Linked DNA regions of Mus musculus: region 2 is linked to region 1. The links are chromatin contacts, called in public HiChIP or PLAC-seq maps. All regions are on one chromosome and are shown on one strand. Each heading gives the region's core, a stretch centred on a gene start, on an enhancer-like site or on the middle of the called end of the contact. The rest is flanking DNA. Distances are from core to core; before and after follow the strand shown. Region 1 overlaps Fer1l6 (fer-1-like 6 (C. elegans)). Region 2 holds the start of Tmem65 (transmembrane protein 65).

Region 1 (3,594 bases), core at 648-3,147:
AATCATAGAGGTGGCACTTGCCTCCACTGCTGGCTAACATGCCAGTGCATGTACATGCTTGAACTCACATTTCTTTCCTGGGAAGCACTAAGGTCTCTGTCTAGCCAGGACATGCACACACACATACACTCACTCACATACACACACACACACACACACACACACACACACACACACACACACATGCGTGCGCGTACACACACACATGCAATACACAAACACCACACATACACACACACTCATGCACACATTTGCTGTTTGAACTAGGATATATTTCCTCTGAGGTTTTTTTTTTTTTTTTTTGCCAGTGTTGGTGACAGTGTCTTTCAGTGTTTTGAAACTACCACTCTGGCCTTGGGCTTCCCTTCTCTGGTGAGAAGCTGTGTGTTATCCTTATCATTGCTCCTTTGGAAAGTAAACTTTCACCAAGTTTTTTTTTCTCTGGTGGTTCTATGGATCGTGATAGAATTTCCATCTCTTCCTCTTTACTTTAGGTTCCAGTTCTTTTCTGAGTTCCTTTACTGTGTCTTTCATCGAGCAGATTAAGCATGGTTATTGTAGAGTTTATATCTGATGACGATTCTCCCCAAGTCCCTTGGGATCTATTTGCTTGGTGTTGTCTCTCTTGACATTTGACTGCATTGTCCCCTCCTTTCGTACCATGTGTTACTGCTCAATGGACATTGGATATAACAATCTGTAGAGAAATTGAAGCCCAAACATATAATTTCCCTCTAGAGAACTTAACTAATATGTTTTTTTTTACTTATGAATTATTTTTGAAGCCTCCAGGGCTTTGCTCTGCACTGCATTGGAACTAATCAGGTGGCCATGTGCTCTGATGGAGACACAACAGCATCCTGGAAAGCCAGTGTGTGTTAGATTCTACTGAATGAGAGTGTGGGTTAGCTAATCTCAGTAGGGTTCTCTGCAGGGGAGCAGTGTCAGGCCATAGATACCTGGGAAGAGGAAGCTATAGTTAATACTCTGTGTACACATTGTTAACGTCTGGACTGAGACATGGGGGAAGTCTTGCCATTCCCATGGTTCTGAGGCTTGGAGTCCTTAATATGGTGGTTGTCATGCCAACAGCATACATTCTCTCAGGACTTCATCCACCCTACACAGGAGCAATCCAGAGTCAACTCCATTCAACTAGAGACAAGTTAAAGTTGAGCCTTGAGGAAGCCAATGCAGCTTGCCTCCCCTCCTCAGAAATTCTCTGTGGCAGGAAGCATGTGAGTGCTGGACGTGCCTCTCAACTCTTTACAGCAGCTCTGTGACATGGACATCACTGTCTCCAATTTACCAGTGACAGGGCTGAGATGCAGAGATCCGGAGTAACTCTCCCAAGTTCATCCAGCTAGAAAGTGAGAGAGCCCAAGCATGGTCCTTCATCCCTGCGATGAGGAAGAGAAGGCTGTGCAATGAGAGCACAGACAGGAAGACAGAGAGAGGAGAAGGGCTACTGAACATCTGTAGCTATCCAGATGTGCAGGGCTCAGATTAAGGTCATACATGGCTCTGCGAGTAAACAGCTCTTTAATTTTTGCACTGGGTACACCAAGTACCCGTCTTTGCCCTGGTTGTGTAGCTAGACCTTAGTGAGTTCTTTATATTTCATCTTCCCTGAAATATTAGAGCAAATTGTTCGCAACAAATCACTCCACTTGTCCCATGTTGAATTACATCACCTTCATAATAGCCTCTTCCTCCCCAAGACCCCATGTACTGAGCTATGTATACAGGCCACACTGACCATTTCCTTGTGAAGACATGGGAATCGGGCAACCAAGTGCAGAAACCAGGCTTTTGTGAGTAATCCTGTACTCTCCTTCTCTGAGCCTCAGACACCGAGCTGGGTACCACGTGGGTCCTTCAGGATCTGCTGCTTTGGGGTCTATGACTCATCTCCGTGAAGCTTGGAGCTTGGACAAGAGGACATCTTTCCTTACTTCTTCTGACTCTCCAAGCCCTCAGGCAGTACTGCACATGCAGTGTTTTCTTGATAAATGTTTACTAGCTGACTGACACATTAGCTCCATATGTTAGAAGACTGCTCATCAAAACTGGCAAAGCTGAACACCCTCCATTTCATTATTACAGACGTATTTTGTTGGCCATGGCAGATGTTGTTAAGCCAACTACTTGAAAGCCCAGAAAGAGACATGCAGATGCTCAAATACCAAATAGGTCAGAGATAACGAAGCTACAGAATGAGCTGGAATGGGAAGCTGGTGCAGTGAGGATAGATCCCAGCTGCCTGGCACTGGCTGCTAAAGTCACTGCATCTGGGAGGCTAACTGCTCCTCCAACATCACTCATAAAGCCACAGAAGCGCTAAAAGGCACACAGACAGATACTGCAGATATTTTTCTCATTTGTATTTCTTAGAGCTTATATAGTTATGTCAAGTCTTGTGTGTGTAAGACAAGAAAGTAGAAATGAAACTCTCTGGGTGAACTAAGAGGACTAATGGGGGGGGGGTGAGAGAATCCTGTCCACTTGTATGAAAGTGTCCTTACATAACCCAGTACCATGTGTCATGAATAGGAAACAACCAGCTGAGACAGTGACCAGGAAAGAGCTGACTATGGACATTCTTTGTATTCTATTTCAATCTGTCATGTAACAACCATGCATATTTCTAATTCATGCTCACTCTATTATAAAGTGAAATGGGTTTTTAAACAATGTGGAATGGGCAGATCAGGGCACTTGGGGTCCCTAGTACTTCAGATATCTATCACGTCTTTGTGTGTGTAGAGGGGAAGTCAATATTCAGAACCCTCGATTTCTGCTAATCATGTTTGTCCTGCTGCTATAGGACATTAGAAATTATCCCTTGAGTACAACTAAAAGTGTTAGTCATCTTTTGTCCAGCTCCATCCTGACTCTCACCCTCCCCAGGTTCCAAGAATCATTATTAGACATGCTTTATAAAAGGCAACATGTATGGGGCTTCAGAGATGGCTCAACAGTTAAAAGCATTTGCCTCTCTTGGAGATGACCCAACTTTGGTTCCCAGCACCCACACGGTGACTTACAACTATGCATCACTCTAGGGGATCAAATGGCCTCTTCTGGGCTCTAAAGACACCAAGCAGGCCAGAGGTGCACACACATGGGTGCAGACAAATACTCATACACATAAACTAAACAACTAAAATGAAATAAAAGAAAATCTTCTAAAAAGGCATATTTTAAAAATTCTCAGAAAAAGGGAATTGTTTCCTTATCCTGAGAGAGCTCTGAGAAGTCACCCCAAAAGGCAAACATTTATGACCTTAAATATTTACCCCCAGCTCTTAAGTATGGTGGAGATGGAATGGCTGACAGAGTCGTTCACAAAAGCCTGGTTTCTGTACTTGGTCACTCAATTCCCATACTTGTGTCTATATAGAAGATACAGCACAAAGGGCAGAGAGCAGGAAATGGCCTCAATAATCCGGACCCAATCTAGAAAGGCTCTTGACAGATGGGGGCAGCAAGGTAGGTCTCAGATAGAGGGCAACATGGCCTACATGTGGGACTGCCTTTAGTAGACTTCTCTAGGTCCTTTGTTTGGCATTTATGCACAGCACACTGATTGTA
Region 2 (3,594 bases), core at 778-3,277, 210 kb after region 1:
ATATTCAAAGGATCCTCCAATCTTATACCATGTTGACAATGTAGAATTTCCAAGACCTCGCTTTAGAAAAGGGAAAATGACGTTTACAGCCTCACCTGAGCGACACAAACTGACTTTCTAAGATACGCCTGTCTATATTGTTTTCAAAGAGAACTTTTTCAGAATTTGAGTCTTTTTAAGCCACACATAGACTAAAGGTATGCTAGTTTTCGGTTATGATTTTCTGTAATGTTGTGATTTACTAACTGAATTGATTGGAATACTGCATTTTCCTGAAAAAGTGTTGTGGGTAAGCAATGCCTGAAATTATCCATTACTTTATAGTGGCTCACAATCCCCTAAACTGGGGAGAAAAAAAAAATCAGAGTAGTAAAGGATACAACCAATAAAAAGTCTCTTAAGTTGTAAAGGTAATCTAATATCAGGCAAGAGCTTGCTTTCCTCCCGTGCACAGGCCAAATGCAACCTTTCAAGATGCCTGAAAGCCACGTTCCGAATCAGTGCTGAAGTGTTCTATACTTCAGAACTTACAGAATGTTTACATAATACTTTATATTACCAACTTCAACTATTTAAAAACTTCCTAACACATCCAAATGTCACATAAAGAGTAGCTGTGTTTTTGTGTATACAACAGAATTTACATAGCAAGAAAAAAAAAACTTTAAAGACTGAATCCATTGTAGTCTTTGCATCTTTTCAATGCCTTTTCACATACACTCAAATTCTGACCTACCACATTCCGCACTTGTTTTAAAAATATCCTATCTTAACGTGTCTGTTTAAAAATAGCTTTCCTTTCATCCTTTCCCAATTATTTTTAAGTAGAAGTGTGCTTTTCATTTTCAAGTCACAGATTTCTTAGCCCCAACCACCCAAAAACTCACTTCATTCTTTCAAACTCCAAGGAAACAAACTCTGGAGTTCAATTTGAATCTCCAGACTTCCAGTACACACTCAGTTGCTGGCTCGATACAATCTTTCCTTGGGCCATTTCACAACCAAATGTGAGAAGCAATATAACAAACCAAGAGCATCTTGGGAGGGGACATCCACACACCTTCAAGAAAGTTTCCGGCTGCCTGCCCAGTTCCTGGCACTTTCTTAGACCAGGCAGGGCATGCCACCTGCATGGGTACACGGTCTCAGGAAGACACCAAAGGCTTAGGGAATGGAGGGCTGGAGAGAGGAGGCACAGGACAAACCAAAACACAACCCTGAGAGGCAGCTGACATTTCAGGATGAAGCTCCGAAATTCCACGGCCAGGGAGGCACCAGCCAAGCTCGGCCCTAACTACCTGGCACGATCCGCTCGTGTCCTGTCTTGGGGACACTCGGAAGGTGGAAAGTTTCCCCTTTCGGCCGTGCCAGGAGCGGGGCAGAGTGTGGGGAGGCGACAGGGGTCTGAGAAGTAGGTCTTCCCAGGCGGCCCCACCCGCTTACCTTGTGCGATGGCAATGGACTCGAAGCGGTGCAGCTCTTTGAGCAAGCAGCTCCTCTCCGTGGAGTGCAGGCTGTAGATGAAGTCGCGCGCGCCCTGCGCCGTGTTCAGCGCCTCCATGGGCTCCTTCTTGGGGTGTGTGCCCAGAAGCCGGGGACCGCCGGGAACCCCGAGCGCCAGCAGTCCCCGGCCGCAGCAGCACCAGGACGGCAGGCGGGGCGCGGCGGCAGGGCCGGGCCTCAGGCTGCGCGCCGTCCGGCTCCCCAGCAGCGGCAGCAGCCGGGACATGGCGCTGGAGCGCGACCCCCGCAGCGGTCCCAAGGGAAGACGGCTTCGGGGCGCAGCTGGACAGAGGCTCAGGAGCTGGGCTCAGCCCGGCCCCGCCCCGGGTCCTCCTGACGCGCGGCCCGGGCGCCCGACACCATGCACTCGGCGGGCCCGCGCGGCGACCGCCTCCCAGCCGTGCCCGCTCCGCTTCCCGCAGGCCGTGAGCCCGGGAAAACTTTCTGCGCCGCGGCCGGGCCGGGAGCTCGGAGCGGGCGGGCGGTGCGGGCGGGCGGGCGCCTCCCGGATGAGGAGCGGCGGCGCGGGCGAGCTCGGCGAGCGTGTCTGATCTTCCAGAGGGATGAGTCACCGCGCGCCGCCCTCCTCCGGCGCCGCCCTCCGCCGCCGACCGCTTTCCCACCCTCTGGCCTCACGCCGGCCTCACTCGGTAGGGCTGCTGCGCCCTCAAAGCAACCGCGCCGTGACAATCAGGCCCGAGCCGCAGCCGCCACCCCTAGCGGCGGAGCCCGGGATAGGAGGGCGGGGCGGCAGGGACTGGGCGGGGACTGGGCGGGGCCACGCAGGCGCATAGCCGCTTGGGAGGGAGCTCATCCTGGAGTCTCCACCCACTCCTTTGCGTGGCAAGGAAAGGAAGGGGTGCTTACCCCGTCAGACGGCATCCGCCTGTGTTAAATGCACGGCAGAGAGCAGCAAAATAGAGTTCAGGGCTGGATGCCCGGCGGGGTGGTGCAGCTCCCGCACTGCTCTCCGAAGCACCGTCCTAAATCTGGAGTTCGGACGGCCCTGGAGGAGCAGCCGGATGGATAAGAGCCTCGTGGGGTCACCGCACCCAGCCCAGGCCTGCGGGACATGAAGCACAAAGAGCCGCACCCTTCGCCAAGCCAGAGAGTGCCCACCGAGGCCAGACAGTGCGGCGCTGAAACGCCCTCTCTGGCAGCACCCTGGGGAAGGCGGCAGGGCCGGCTCAACCCGTCCCAAAAAGAGGAGGGTGTGAGGCTGAGACTTAAGATTTGGGGAGGAGAATACTCTTCCCTGACCCGACAGCTGTTTACTTGGAGATTGTCAACTCTGGAGCCAGGGCGAGAATGTCATAAACCTTTATCGAATGGTCTCTGGGGATTTATGTCCCTCTTTTGGTGCCACGCGGAGGAGAGACTCATCCCTCTTGCCCAGATCCTAGATATTTGCAAGGCCAGGGTCAAATGTCACCTCCTTCATGAAACGTTCCCTTCTTTGTAAGGAAGATCACTGCTTTATCTGAACCTATCTGAGGACACTTAGGCACCCTATCTTAGAAAAATAAATCTGCTTAGACGATAAATCTACTCAAGTGTAATCAAGATCCAAATCCCCTCCTTATCGTAACCACTGCTGCAGCTCAGAACCTTGCATGAAGTGAATGTGCTATAAGCACGTAAGACAGCACAGCCAGTCCCACAGCTGTGGTTTTGAACTTGCAAATGCAATGAACCTCAGACCAAAAGTACTTGGAAAAAAAAGATGTATCTGCAGACTTTCTCATTATTCCGTTAATGGAACAGTGTAACAACTATTTCCGTGCACCTACACTGTATTGGTTATTATAAGTAATCCAGAGATGATTTAAAGTATGTCGGAGAGTCCAATCAGCTGTACTTTTATAAACCCTTCAGTTAAAATTAATGTCCTCAAGAGTGAACGGGAGGGGGGACGGGGGGGGGGAGGCTAACTGGGGGGGGGGGGGAGACCCTCCCCTAGAGTGGGTGGCACCTTCTGCCGGGTGGCCTAGAGAAGAAGAGGACTCCTCGAAACTCTGAAATTCCCATATTGCTTCTTTACACTGCCTTCAATTCTTACCAGAGAACGTGTCCACCTTTGTTCCTACTGCT

The links. HiChIP or PLAC-seq counts read pairs in DNA pulled down with a chosen protein or histone mark.
Region 2: a contact with region 1 is called in an H3K4me3 HiChIP or PLAC-seq map of the SCID.adh cell line, with 15 read pairs. The contact joins the promoter of Tmem65 here to the enhancer-like site in region 1. A contact is called at or near these places in 7 of 39 promoter capture datasets (the 3T3-L1 cell line, the C10 cell line, the HPC-7 cell line and 4 more), 1 of 15 datasets of contacts at CTCF or cohesin (the NIH/3T3 cell line), 5 of 484 Hi-C or Micro-C datasets (the G1E-ER4 cell line, bone marrow-derived macrophages, myocytes and 1 more), 10 of 115 datasets of contacts at active chromatin or transcription factors (the SCID.adh cell line, bone marrow-derived macrophages, embryonic forebrain and 7 more) and 1 of 9 other capture datasets (adipose tissue).

What each region holds. Positions count from the first base shown.
Region 1 is chr15:58,614,379-58,617,972 of GRCm38.p6, forward strand. All of the region lies in intron 22 of Fer1l6 (fer-1-like 6 (C. elegans)), which reads left to right. Among named protein-coding and RNA genes, the nearest start is that of Gm36451, 19 kb to the left of the region's middle. Within about 2 kb of position 1,898, at least 13 of the 459 cell types and tissues checked have an H3K27ac peak or open chromatin away from gene starts, as enhancers often do. A contact at or near this core is called in the SCID.adh cell line and bone marrow-derived macrophages, where this site is marked.
Region 2 is chr15:58,821,400-58,824,993 of GRCm38.p6, forward strand. It overlaps Tmem65 (transmembrane protein 65), which reads right to left and starts at 2,028. Exons shown (of 7, transcript NM_175212.4): 1 at 1,444-2,028. The coding sequence starts at 1,729.